Linked DNA regions of Mus musculus: region 2 is linked to region 1. Evidence: chromatin contacts called from public promoter capture Hi-C data. All regions are on one chromosome and are shown on one strand. Each heading gives the region's core, a stretch centred on a gene start, on an enhancer-like site or on the middle of the called end of the contact. The rest is flanking DNA. Distances are from core to core; before and after follow the strand shown.

Region 1 (7,103 bases), core at 1,654-4,153:
AAAACAAACTAATGAGGTATAAATACAAAGGAGATCAGTAAAACCTGACCATTGTCAGAGGCTAAATAACAGCATCTGACTCTTGGAGCAGGCAGCGGGTGAGCAACCTCATGAACAGTACCTCCTGGAGAGAGACTCAAACACATCAGGACACATGAGAAGGGTCTGGAGACAGGGCTCAGCATCTAAGAAGGAATACTGCTTTAGCTGAGGACTTGGGTTCCCTTCATAGCACCACACTGTATGGCTCAAAATAGCCTTTAACTCCAGCTCGGGGGAGGGGACCTGATACCTCTGGCCCTGTGGGCACCCACATACAAGTGGTACACAGACACACATGCAGGCAAGACACCCGTACATATAAAATACTAAAGCTTCAAAGAGAAAAGCAATATAAACTCACTGTAGTGCTTTAACAAAATTCCTTATTCTCTGAAAACACGTTTGCTAAGCCTCTCGCCTCTATGCCCTGTTCTTCTGTCAGTGTCACTGAAGTCAGTGTCACGTTGGGTGAGGACTCAACTTGTACACACCAGACTGTCCACATGTGCTATAAACAGAAAAATGATGGGTTGGCAGGCCTCAGCGCAACTTACAGGCTCGCCAAGAAGGATACAGAAGAAAGTAGGCCAAGCCCCAAATGTGGAACAACCAGGAATAAAACTGGAGACACAGACTCCACCAGTGAGGACCAGGCAGGGCCAGCTCCTCCTCCCGTGCTCATCGAGCACTGCCCCTGCATTCATGGGGCCATGTTCTACCTCGAATGTTCTCTGGCCAATATCTACATCTTAGCTGCAGGAGTACTGGAGATGCTTCAGGAGTTCTGTCCGTCACCAATAGTGGCAAAATTAAAAGGCACTTGGGGCCGGAAAGCACAACTCAGTAGGAGGCTCTTGTTTCTGTTCAAAAAATTAATTGGAAGGGTTTTTTATATCAGAATGTTTAGGAGAAACAAACATCTTAGAAGTCCTCGGATTGTGCCCAAAATTAGTTCTCTAATTCAGAGAACACTCCAAAGCCAGAAACTGTGTACTGACAACATTGCTACAGGACTGCTGATAGACAGCGTCACAAGGAAGCCATCCCAGCATTCTCTTTGCTTCCTGTTGTGGATCAAAATGCACCCTCTCAGCTGCTTCCCTACCACCATGCTCCCCACAGGGATGACAATGGACTCCTAACTCTCTGGCCCCAGATGAGTCCTCTCTAAGCTGCCTAGATCATAGAGTTTTATCACATCAATGGAGAAGTAAGCAGAGTCTTGTGATTGCAAGCTTGTGCCCCCATACCTCCTTCTAATTTTCTGCCTTGCTCCTCCACTCCCTGTTTTTGACAGTCTGTAACCCTGGCTGGCTTAGAACGCAGAGGTCCACCTGCCTCTGCCTCCCAAGTCCTGGATTAAAGGGATGCACACCCACACCGTTATATCCATCTTAAAAAGACCCCCCTCCTTTAGAAAGTGATCTTTGACCCATTTCTCCCAGTTTCTTTTTAAAATTTCACTTTATTTTGTGCATGAGAGTTTTGCTTGAATATAGGGTAGGCCTGTGCATCATAGGCAGGTGTGGTGTGCCCTCAGAAGTCAGGAGAGGGCATCAGGCTCCCCGGAACTGGATAGTTGTGAACCATGTGAGTGATGGGACTGGAACCAAGGTCCTACACAAATGAGCCATCTCTCCAACCACTCTTATTCTCCGGTCACAGAATAAACTAGTCCACTACATAAACAGCTTTTAAGTTTTGTTACTGGGTCTACAATTCTGAGGAGGAAGAACTCAGCTTGAATGAAAAATCTGTTAACAGGAGGAATCCTCAAGCTAAAACTTGAGGACTTCAAGGTAGATCTGGTGGTCTCCGGCCTTTAGTCCCAGCACTCTGAAGGCAGAGGCAGGCTGATCTCTTGAGTCTGAGGCCAACCTGTCTAAGTAATGAGTTCTAGGATTGCCAGGGTTATATAGAGAGACCCTGTCTCCAAAACAATATAATAACATAAAAGCTCAGATTATTCATGCCATGGTGGCACACACCTGTAATCTCTGCGCTCCTGACAGGATGATTGCCCAGAGTGTGGGGCCAGCCTGGTCCATGCGAGTTCCAGGTCAACCTGGGCTTTAGGGTGACGCCATGTCCCCAAACATCAAACCAATCCTCGAGTTTTGAGTGTGACATTCACAAAAGAGGAAAATACTTTAGTATTGAACTCTTCATGGAAATAGTCATCTCAGGTAAGATGACCATCCACATGCCCTTAAGCAGCCAGGAATGGTCAAGAACACTGCGCCCACACACATCATCTGAGCACTCAGGAAGCAGAGGCGGGCTGATCTCTGAGTTTGAGGCCGGCTAAAGATATATTCTGAAATCCTATCTCTTAAAAAGTATCTTTTCCACATCTCCCACCATCTACGTATCCTAAAGGACTGTCCTCTGCCTGGATCACCGAATGGGACACATTCGGGGCTGACCCTAGACACTAGTATGTGAGCCTGAAAGTGGAGGTCAGCCTGGGCCTGGGGCACGGGTCTAGATGGGAATACCCACCTCGAAATGGATATGCACACTGTCCTGGGATGTAAACACTGGTATTGACCTAGACATGGCTCTCAACCAAGACTACCACTGGGCTGCAGGCCTTCAGGGGCTTGGACCTGAACTGTGGCATGTAGCTGGCCTACGGGGCTCAGTCCAGCCTTCATGGCTTCCTGTTTCCATCTTCACTTTCTCCGACAGCGTTTCTCCTTCCCTTACTCAAAGCCACAACCTACTTTCCATTTCGGGACACTCGGGAGAAAGGCCGTGGGGGGGGGGGGGGGAAGGGGGTGGGGAGAGGGCAAGATATCACGTGGTCCAGCGCCCACGTGATGCCGACTGGCACGTGACCACATCACGTGCGGAACGGAGCCTCCCGAAGAAGTGAGGAGTAAGCTGGCGGTCCACGGGCTCTCGCGAGACCCTCGGCTCACGTGACCGGCGGGCGCGGCACTGCTCACGTGACAGGCGCTGCCGGCCGCAGGGTCCTCTCCGTGCCGGCGCCGCAGCTGCGGGGCCTCTCGAGTCGGTGGACGCGCCCTCCCGCCGGCCTCGCCGCCCGCGCAACCGCCGTCCTCCGGCCTCGGCTGCGTCGCGCCATGGCGGCCCCCGGCGCCCGGCGGCCGCTGCTCCTGCTGCTGCTGGGTGAGCCCGAGAGGGAGGGAGAGAGAAGGAGGGCCGGGCGGGGTCGGTGTCTCGGGACGGACGGGAACAGAGCGGCAGGCCGGGCGGGGACGGGGCGCCCGGAGCCGCGGGCGTCAAGAAGGCCTCGAGCCGGCCCGCCCGCTCCGCAGTGGCGCTCGCCGCCTGGGAGCCCGTGCGGGCCTAAGGACGTAGGTGCGGGTTGGGAGCCCAGTCTGAGCCGCTCTGGAAGGAGCTGGGCTGGAGTTCCTGCCAGGCAGTGCTGCTGGCTCTGAGCTGCCTTGTGAGAGGACTGGGTGCTGCCTCGGACCCTGCCTGGGGTGCCGGGTGCCCTTCCTCGCCGCTGTATCCCGGCAACGCGGAGCGTTTCGCTGCGGTGCCAGCATCTTCAGGACGGGAGAGAGGTGGCTGGCCAAATCTCCTGGGCACAGAGGCTCACACCCCCAAATTCTGTGACTGTGACTTTATGGAATTCGTTTACCCTTTCTTTTATTTTGCTACTTGTGTGAACTCTCTGGTCCGTGAGAGGTGCGCTTACTCGGCGGTCTTAACCCAGAAGCCTTGCTAAGGGGACCTGTGACCCTTCACGGTTCAGGAGTTGTAGCTAATATACGAGTTGCCGAAACAAGTTCTGTTGTGTCAGAATGGCTTGGTAACTAGCTGGAGTTCAATCTCCAGCACAGCCAAAAACGACTTAAACCCTTAGACTGTTTTATACTTTTAAAATGGGGGGAGGGGTGTCTCACCACCACGCTGGCCTGAAACTCACAGGTTCAGGTTCTCGTAGTCTCTGCTTCCTAAATGCTGATTGGGATAAAATCCAAAGGACAGCCAGGTTAGGCCTCTTCATGTTTTTCAAACTACCTTGTGGCTTGCATAGTGGTTTATACCTTTAATCCTGAGCTAGTGTCAGGACGATCTCTTTAACAAGCCATTCTGGTCTATATAATGAGTTCTAAGACAGCCAGGACCGGAGACCCTGTTGCAAAAATGAAATAAATAAACGAATGAATGAATAAACTAAACTAATCAGTGGTGGCTCACACTTGTTAGACCGTGGAGGCTGAGGCAGGGGAATTTTAAGGTTGGGTCAGCCTGAGTTTGTAATCTAAGCACTTAGCAGGCTTATGTGGGAGACTTTCTGTGAATCGGAGGCCAACCTGGGCTACAAAGTGAGACACTGTTTCAAAGCAAAATCTAAGTGGAGAGGGAAAGTCTGTGACCCTGATTGAGTGCCCCTGTGCCATAAATTGTCCCAGCTTTCACAAAGGGACTTTAACAACTTAGACAGGATCTTGGTTGTGTGACTTCAAAAATAATTTTATCTTAAAAAAAAACCTCTGTAACGATGGGATTGTTAATTGTTCCTACATTAATTGCTATCACCTCCAAGCTGCTTAAGTGCTTAATAGACAACAGACTAGTGTGAACTGAAACTAGTATGTAGGATTGCTTAATGGAACTGTTCGGTTGTTAGGGCTAACCCTATGACCTTCCCCTTTCTGGATGAGCCTGGTCAGTCTAGAAGTATGAGAAGTCTAATTAAAGTTATCCTGGATTGTGGGACCTTGAATTCTTCACTAGATTGGTGGTCCAGCGGTTCAGTAGTCTTGTAATTTTGAGTTCATATTCTGTTAGACCCAACTTAGATATTGTTATCTTGACCTGGCCCTTTTTTGTTTTGCTTTGTTTTTGTTTGTTTGTTTGTTTGTTTTAGTGTATATGAGTACACTGTAGCTGTCTTCAGACAGACCTCTGGACATTGTATCCCATTACAGATGGTTGTGAGTCACCATATAGTTGCTGGTGATTGAGTTCAGAAATTCTGGAAGAGCAGTCAGTGCTCCTAACTCCCAAGCCATCTCTGCAGCCCAACCTGGCCTTTTGTGGACACATAAACTGTGGCACCTGTCCTGGAGTGGCCTGTCTCCTCTGCTCTCTTTCGAGCCCCCAGTCCTGACATATGGGATTGCATGGTGCTTTCATAAAGTGCCAGGTTTACAGCAGTAGTCCTGAACTGGATTTTTCTAGAAGAAGAAACACTTGTCACTTTTCTCCCACAACATTCTACATAGCTTGCCCCAGCCTTATGGAAGGTAGGTAGCCAGCAGGGAGAGAGTCGTGCCTCTAGAGGTGCTAGTTCAGTGTGTGGGGTAGAACTTTGGCCATTTGTTTACATGTTCAAAGGTGTCCCTAGATAAGAAGAAACTGGATTTAAATCAAGCAAAAGAATTCATGGTATGAGCCGGGCTTGGTGGCGCACGCCTTTAATCCCAGCACTTGGGAGGTAGAGGCAGGTGGATTTCTGAGTTCGAGGCCAGCCTGGTCTACAAAGTGAGTTCCAGGACAGCCAGAGCTATACAGAGAAACCCTGTCTCGAAAAACCAAAAAAAAAAAAAAAAAAAAGAATTCATGGTATGGTTGCCTGGAGACAGGGTCTCACTATGTAAGTAACCCAGGCTGGCTTACCCATACTCCTTAACCGAGTGCTGGAAAAGCATCGTGGTCAGTAGGTCGCACACTGAAGCCAGCAAACAGGGCTTCTCCACCTCAGCAGGATGGAAGAATAGTAACCACCTTTTCAGGTTGTCATAGTAATTTAATTGAAAAGTGCTTTGAGCAGTACTTGTCACAAAGTAAAAGTGTCACAAGTACTTGTTAGGCAGCACTTCCTGGGTAAAGAAGAGAGCCCCAAAACAAAAGTGGCAAGGCTGGTGGAGTGGAAGACTTGTGGGGTGTTCTGACAGCGAGCCTCTCTGGCTCTGCACTTCTGCCATTGTCAGTTGTGTAATCTCAAGGTGCTTAGGTGGCCGCTGCTGGCTCCAAGGTCACGGAGCTTGGCCAACAGCGTGTATGTGGCCCACTGTCTTACTAGTAGCAGGGACGGGGATTTCCACAAGTGTAGTGTTTTGAAAGAATGAGACAGCGTTGCCCTTTGACCATGGAGAAATGAGAAATGAGCAGGGCATCATTAGCAGGCAGGTGGGGGCTCCTGGCAGCTGCTCTTTCTCAGTCCCATGTGTGCTGTAGGCACTTTAACTGATTAGGGGACAAAGAGCTTTTTATATTAAAATATTTAAGTATTGCATGCCTTTTAAACAGCTTCTTTAAGCTAGTGTTTTGTGTGTGAGAGAGACTTTGCCTGCATGAATGTGCCAGTGCTTATAGAGGTCAGAAGAGGGCGTTGGAGCCCCTGGAACTGGAGATACAAATGGTTTGGATGGTGTTGAGCCATCATGGATGCTGAAAACCCAACCCAGGGCTTCTGCAGCAAGTGTTCTAAAGCACTAAGCCATCTCCTTAGCCCCTTTTATTTTTTAAAGCCTTAGTTTTGTCATTTTATGCATATGAGAGTTTTGCCTGCATATGTGTCCGTACACTGTGTGCATACGGTGCCCACTGAGGCCAGCAGAGAGCCTCAGATCTTGTGGAACTGGATCCTTGTGAGCTAGAGTAGAGATTCTGGGTATGTAAGCTGCCATGTTGTTGGTAGGTGCAGGACCTGGGCCCTGGGAAAGAGCAGCCAGTGTTCTTCACGGCTGAGCTCTCCACCCCAGCCCTTCCTTCCATCTTATTTTTTTTAAGTAGTAGAACTAAAGACAGGTTGTTAAGAAAGAGAAAGACACACCACAGAATGGGAGCAACTAGTGAGCTGAGAAAAAGGCATGTTCTTAAAAGCCATAAAGTTTATTTCAAATTTTAGTAATACTTTGTTTTCCTTTGAATCTGCATGTTTTCTAGATGTTTACTAGGGGGAGAGTGGGTTTGACAAAACCACTCATAAAAAGATAGTCTAGTCAGAGCTGGACTGTGTGCTCCCAGGGGGCATCCATCTGCTGTGCTGGCCAGTTAGACCCCAGGTCTTTCTGCTTGGGATGTCCCTGGACAAGGAAGCCTTAGACCTGCAACAGGGACCTTTTCTTCTGCCT
Region 2 (7,103 bases), core at 1,588-4,087, 490 kb before region 1:
ATCAAATAGTACCTGAGACCAGTAACAGAGATTCCCATTTTGCTTTAACCCACGTACCTGATGTTCATGCCAATGTATTTGAAAAGTACCTTGACTTATGACTTTATGCCATTCTGTTACTAAGCTTCATATAACTGTTAATCACGTTGAAACAAGGCATTAGGGGTAACCTGAAACTGTGTTACTAGACCATAGTCACTTATGCTTAGTTCCAAAATAAATCACCTCTTAACTTCCTTTGAGGCAACAACTGTGTTTCTGCATCAACAATATCAATGTATTATTACGGACTGTGACACTGCACCTCAGTAAGCCAGACACTAAGACCAGAAGAGATGGTGTTGGGCAAAAGAGAACCATGTGTGTACAATTTTCTTGTAAATCTAAACCATTCTGAACTTTAGGTGCTTTTAAAATATGTACTGACACCAGGCCCTCTCCTACACAAACCCTGGTTCTTACTGGTCCGGAACAACAGCCCATGCTATCAACACTCTTAAAGGTTCCACTTCAACACTTTCAGTCTACAAGACAAGAATAAGACAAGTATAGTTAAGGGAAGATGGTTCCTTTGGTAGGCTCAAAAATAGTCTCAACTTGTACCATTTAACAAAAAACTAACTCATATCACACATAACAATAGAACAGAACCTCTCTAGGGCAAAAAGATGAAAGAAATTTTATGACTTTGGATTTGATAACAGTTCTTCACATGACAGCCAAATCATGATAATGTTAAGTGTTTTTTGTTTTGTTTTGTTTTGTTTTGTTTCCTCTTTCTTCCAGGGGAGCATTTGGGGAGTAAGGCAGCACTGCTTTCAGGAATCCATCCTTGCCTTCCACCTTGTGGAGAAAGCAGATAAAGAACACTGTACCCAGATAAATAAAGAACACTCAAAGTTATAAGGGTAAGCAACCCAGCAAGAACATATGTTACAAAGAAAACAAAATAAAATACAACCTTAGGAAGAGATCTGAATGGCCAAACAAGAAGTCATGCTCAACAGAATCAGGAAAAAGAGATGACAACAATTAGCTATGGCTACACACCTGTCAGAGCACAACAAAATATCAACAAAGTGTGTGAGGGCAGAGAACCCAGCTGACTCTGCATCCCTCAACTCCATCCACAGAGAAGACAGCATCATCTTTAATGAGCTTTACCCTGGATCTCTCTGAAAGTCCAGCGATTCACAAGACATAATCACAAATGGGGGTGGGAAAATGGGAGGATACAGGATTCTGCTTTAAAGTAGCATTTCAATCACCTGAAGGCTGTGAAACTTCTATCAAAAGGGATCTTAATGTAAAATTCAAATTTAGAAGTTCATAATGAATAACTTCAAAATCTAGCTATAACTACGAGGTTCTTTCTGGAAGGTAAAAATTTTGGACCCAATGCAATAAAAGAAAAATGATGGTATGGCGTGTTAAGCCTTAGTTATCTAATTTTGCCTATGACTGGATCACTCCCTTCAGAAAAGTAAACTATCCTCTGCACTCACACTCTCCCCAGATACTGGAACTCTAAGCTCCTCCTATCCGCCTTCTCCCTAGCCCTTTATCACCCACAAACACTGTGTATTCACCAACGTGCTAGTCACATTCCCTCCATTAGACAGGAGCATCTCTCATGGCATAATAGGGTCGAGGAAGCCTCAAAGATTTCTTACATGAACAAACTGCACAGTGAAACACTACAAGGAATAAAGCAAGAAGGGAGTTAAGTCAACGGTTTAGTAGTGACACAGTAATTCATCCTCTACGCTGACAAGTTGTTACATAGGTTGTTACAAATTATGAAAGATCAAAAGGCTCTCTCAGTTTTTAAAACTCGGTTCTTGTTTAAAGTCTTCCCTTGAAAACCTGCGCGATTTGTCTCAACATTCTAAGGCAACCCAGTCATGTCAATTACTAAAACCTTCCCTCAAGACGCGTCCCCACTCATCTCCAAAATGAGCTTCATGAAACCAGATCCTTGACATTTTCCCCACCCCCAACTACGGCGGCGACAGTACGGGTAAAGTGGGCAGGACTGCCTTGGGGGTCTGGCTTCTTAGAAGCATTATTCGCTAGCTGAACCGTCCAGGAATAAGCGAGCATCATCTAACCAGGACTCATCATCACCAGAGGCAAAGGTGACAGCAGAGTGAGAAGCACGCAGAAGCAGAGCTGCAGGCTGCCGTGCTGTCTGGACGAACCCAAAAACAAACTCGGCCGCTACAGCAGCTCCGGCCTGGGCCCCCAGGGCAGGGACAGTCCGCGAGCCGCACCCCTTTCCTTCCCGGGGGCCGGGGAGAACAGCACCCGGCCGGCGGGGGTCATGGCGCTCAGTCTCCACAGCCCTGAACCCCGGGACGCGTACCTTCGCTCCGGCCCAGGATCCGGCAGCACAGGTTCTGCAGCAGAACGTTGGGCGACTTCTGATCCGGAGTCGCCATTACCGCGCCCGGACTGCGCACTGCAGCCTCCCCGCGCCCCAGGATCCCGCGCCCTAACTACGGCGCCGCCATATTCGCGGAAGCGGCAAAAGCGCGCGCCTCCCATAATGCACCGCTTCCCGCGCGAGACGCGCGTGCGCTCTCCCGGCTTCTGCACTTGGCAGCTTCTCCGCGCTGGAAAAGTCGTTGCTGGGCGACGCTCGCAGCAACGCGTTCCTAGGATGCCCGTACGCGTCCGCAGCTTGCGGTCTGGGCGCTGCTTGTGAACAGCACTGGATGCGGAGTCCGAGTGCGCTTGAGCCACACAGGGACAGGGGCGCCGGACTACTACGCAGGGCTCTCGTAAGTGAGTTCTCAGAGGTCTGGAACCTCTGCCCCTTGACGTCACCAGGAGGTAGTCCTGGAAACGGGGATACTGAGATGGAGAGGCTTGAGCGCTGCCGCAAAGGAAAAATCAGACGCAGACACGAGAAATTCTGTGCTGTCTGGGACGCAGGAGGAGGAGAGTCCTCGTCACTGGGAGCCCAGCTCCGCCGCTCCTGCCCGGATGCTCGGTGGTCCGCAGAAAGCTCCCTTCTTAGTCGCTGACTCAGGACTATGATAGCAGTGGCACTCAGAGGTGGCTTAATGGAGAGCATACCTTTATTCGTCTTTTGCTCGCAGATCTCTTAGCCACCCTTCCCTGCCCGCTCTGTGATGTACAGAATGCGGACACACTCACTCCCTGTACAAATGGTACCTGCTGGAGCTCAGCCAGTTGAAGCCAACGATAGAAACTGCAAGAGGAGACTCTCGGCTTCAGCCTGGAATTTGACTACGACTCTAACAAGCCGAGACTCTCAACACTCAGCTCTCAGCCCATTCTTAGCTCCAGCCTATTTTGTACCACCCACACAGATGATGCTCCATCAGAAGGTCTAGAATAAGGCCATAGTGAATAACTATCAGTCATTCCTGGTGTTTCTTCCACCCCGGGGCCAGTAGCTAACCTTCAGGTGATCCACTTTTCTGTTTCCATCATCCATGTAGTCAGAGCTCAGTCCTCAGTCCCTGTAGCCTCTGTTTTGTTGAGTGGTCCTAGCACTGCCCTTTGGTAATAGGAGTGATCCCAGCAAGAAGTCTTAAGGTGGCTTTCTGGACTGAGCACTCACACATTTAATTGCAGATGTATTGACAGTTATTTGAGGGTGGCCAATGAGCCAGGAAAAGCCAGAGCGGTTTGCTTTTCTGTGTGGCTACTTGAAGTGAAATGTCAGCAGATAGATGAAAACACTTAGAAAGTAGCTGCTCCAGCACAGTCTTGACAACAGGAGCTGATGTCACCAAGTCAGGTGACTCGAGTTCCCCAGAACCCACAGAGCAGGAGAAAAGCAACTACCTCAGTTGGTCCACTCACCTCCACCATACAAAATGAAGTCAGTCAAGTTAGGACATTGTAAATCAACTAAGCCAGTGACCAAAAAATGCTAAAAAAAAAAAAAAAAAAAAAAAAAAAAAAAAAACAGGCTTGATGACACAATGCCTTTAATCCTAGCACTTGGAAGAGGCAAGTGGTCTCCAAGGAAAGTCTGATCTATATATTGAGTTCATAGACAGCCAGAGCTATAAAACAGAGAAACCCTGCCTCAAAAATAATCACACTCACACATACGTATGTGCATACATACATACATACATACATACATAAATGGGTTAGGAAGATGGGTTAGTGGTTAAGAGCACTAGCTGCTCTTCCAGAGGACCTGGGTTCAGGTCCCTGTACCCACATGGTGGCTCACCACCATCTTACCATCTTGTAACTCTAGGTTTTTTTGTTGTTGTTTTGTTTTTTGGGTTTTTTGAGACAGGGTTTCTCTGTATAGCCCTGGCTGTCCTGGAACTCACTCTGTAGACCAGGCTGGCCTCGAACTCAGAAATCTGCCTGCCTCTGCCTCCCGAGTGCTGGGATTAAAGGCATGTGCCACCACACCTGGCTGTAACTCTAGTTTTATCTGTTGCCTTCTAACTACCTCAGGCCCCAGGCACACACACGGTGCACTTACATACATGCAGGCAAAACACACATAAAATAAGTGATTAGATCTTTATATATGTGTTGTGAATATATAGAAAGCACTAGCAGCCCTCTTGGCTGGCTGTTTCAGCCCATCTCAAAACCCAGTCAGTTGAGTGGGTCAGTGTTTCCCAGCAGTCAGATTTGGCCCACAGTAAGCAGACTGAATAAGGGACATGTGGTTCAAAGCTATTCCAGAGAAGAAAGACTTGTTGGGAGACTACAAATGTTTCCGTCCACAGTCAGGAGGACTTTCCCAGAATACTCTGTGCTATCGGCACCCTCTTGTTGGTTGGCATGGCTGGGTTCAGCCTCACTGTGGGAGCATCTCTGGATGTTGTGAACCCTTAAATTAGTCAGCTTTCCACTGCTCTGATAAAATACATGAAAGAAATAATTTTAAAAGAGGAGAGATTTGTTTTGACTCATGGTTTCAGCCCAAGGTTGCTCAGCCCAGTTGTTCTGAGTCTGGAACGCAGTACGTGATAGGAGAGAGCTGTTCCCTTCCTGATGCTCAGAAAGCAAAGTAGGAGAGAAGGAGGGGGGCACACCAACAGTGACTGACTTCTTCTACCAGGCTCCACACCCTAACCCCACTAAGCTATTGAACCCCATTGGTGAGTATCTTATTTTCTTCATTGCTATGATGAAATGCCCTGACTGTACCAATGTATGGGGGAAAGAGTTATGTATTTATGTATTTATTTATTTAGACTCAGTTCGATGGTACAGTCCATTGTGATCAGAGGTCCTTGTGGCAGGAACTTGAAGCACCTGGTCACATCAACAGGAAGCAAAAATGTGAATGTCTATGCTCAGTTAGCTTTCTCCTTGATTGCACTGTAGGACTCAAGCCGAGAGAATGGTACCATCCGCTTTGGGGGTGACTCTTCCCACTTTAGCTATCCCAATAAAATACATGATGTATCACAGGCATGCCCAGAGGCTTGTCTCCCAGGTGACTGTCAATCCTGTCAAGATGACAATCAATGTTAATTAACTTCACATCCATTTACTGAATCCTAGCCTTTACACCTGATTCTAAACATTGCTGCATTGGACACCAGGCCTTCAACAAGCGACCTCTGGCAGGACATTTAAGATCTGAACCATGACAGAGGTCTTTGAATAACTAACTTAGAGTCAAGCTTCATTCATCCCACTGAAAACCTGAATAAAAAGAGCACAAAAGGGGGCTGGAGATATGGCTCAGTGGTTAAGAGCACTGACTGCTCTTCCAGAGGTCCTGAGTTCAAATCCCAGCAACCACATGGTGGCTCACAACCATCTGTAATGAGATCTTATGCCCTCTTCTGCTGTGTCTGAAGATAGCTACAGTGTACTTACATATAATAATAAATAAATAAATCTTTTTTTAAAAAAAAAAGAGCAAAAAAGGCTGACCTAAGCAAGATGGCTTTTACAGAGACCATCTACTCAGCAGACTCAGCCCTGTTAGTCCCACATGGTAGAGACAGTACCTTAAAGTCTCATGCACCCCATAAAATGCTGACTGGCAAGAAAACTAGGACCTCAGCAGGACACTAGACTCAAGGGAGACATAAGACTCATTTGACTGTGTTCCTAGCCCACTCAAGGGTCTGTCAATGCAGAATGAAGTCCCTCCAGGCTCTGCCTCAGTCAAGACATGTAAGTTCACATAAGCTGAGCAGACATAGGGAAGACCCGAGAAGCCAGGTATAAAAGTCAGGTGAGAGTATAAGATGAGTGGAAAGAGTAGTCACCCAACACAAGGCAGTTTTCTGGACACAGTTTGAGTCCAGAAAAAAATAAGTGCAAACTTGCAAACATATGGAGAAATAATAGCAGGGGCAGTAGGGGTGGGGGGCTCAGGCCAAAGGCACAGAAATGGGCACTGAGGGCAGAACCATGGGAGAAAGGTACACTTCAGGTAAGCATACCGGTCCTCACATACACAAAGGGCCAACGAGGCAGTGAACACAAGAGCGCAGTGAGGACCCATGGGAGCCTGGCAGGCCGGGTTTGAACCCATGGACTGATGGAGGGAGAGAACCGGCCACATAAAGTTGTCAAGTTGTCGTCTGACCTCCACACACGCCTTGTTGCATGCACACATCTGTACTCTGAGTTCTGACTGGTCAACATAAAAAAAATCAGTGATTTTGAGAAAAGTGGCAGACCTCACCTCGTGCCTCCAGAGATGAACATCTGCAGAGATCATCCAGTACTCTGCATGAGAGATTTCTCTGTCTCTCCCTCCCCCTGCCATCTGCTTATTTAGTCAATAGCTTGTGGGTGTTAGTGTAATAGCTATTTTCTCAAACTATAACTGAACACCCAGGAAGCTTCAGGAAGAATGTATTCCAGCCAGCAGTTTGAGAGTACAGTCCACTACCATGTCAGGGAAAGAGTCAGGGCTGCAGCCAGAGCACAAGGCCATCTGCTCACATTTCAGTCCACCAGGAAACAGGACATGAAGTAGGGCCAACGCACCCAGAGTCCTGTTCTTTCCAGTGAGGCCTCATGTCCCGGTGTTTCCATAGTCTTCCAAGGTAGTACTACCAGCAGCCAGTGTGGAAGCCAGGACTACGGGGAGCAGCCCTGCACTACATGTGCCATTGGTCACT

What was found. Promoter capture Hi-C pulls out the DNA fragments that hold promoters and counts their contacts.
Region 2: a contact with region 1 is called in a promoter capture Hi-C map of liver. The contact joins the promoter of 4931415C17Rik here to the promoter of Lamp1 in region 1. A contact is called at or near these places in 8 of 39 promoter capture datasets (the C10 cell line, cranial neural crest, frontonasal cranial neural crest and 5 more), 3 of 484 Hi-C or Micro-C datasets (CD4 T cells, LSK cells and embryonic stem cells), 1 of 115 datasets of contacts at active chromatin or transcription factors (pro-B cells) and 1 of 9 other capture datasets (liver).

The regions. Positions count from the first base shown.
Region 1 is chr8:13,156,258-13,163,360 of GRCm38.p6, forward strand. Lamp1 (lysosomal-associated membrane protein 1) reads left to right here and starts at 2,904. Exons shown (of 9, transcript NM_010684.3): 1 at 2,904-3,177. The coding sequence starts at 3,132.
Region 2 is chr8:12,669,590-12,676,692 of GRCm38.p6, forward strand. It overlaps 4931415C17Rik (RIKEN cDNA 4931415C17 gene), which reads left to right and starts at 2,838. Exons shown (of 2, transcript NR_166502.1): 1 at 2,838-3,436. Tubgcp3 (tubulin, gamma complex associated protein 3) reads right to left here and starts at 2,511. Exons shown (of 22, transcript NM_198031.1): 1 at 2,366-2,511. The coding sequence starts at 2,441.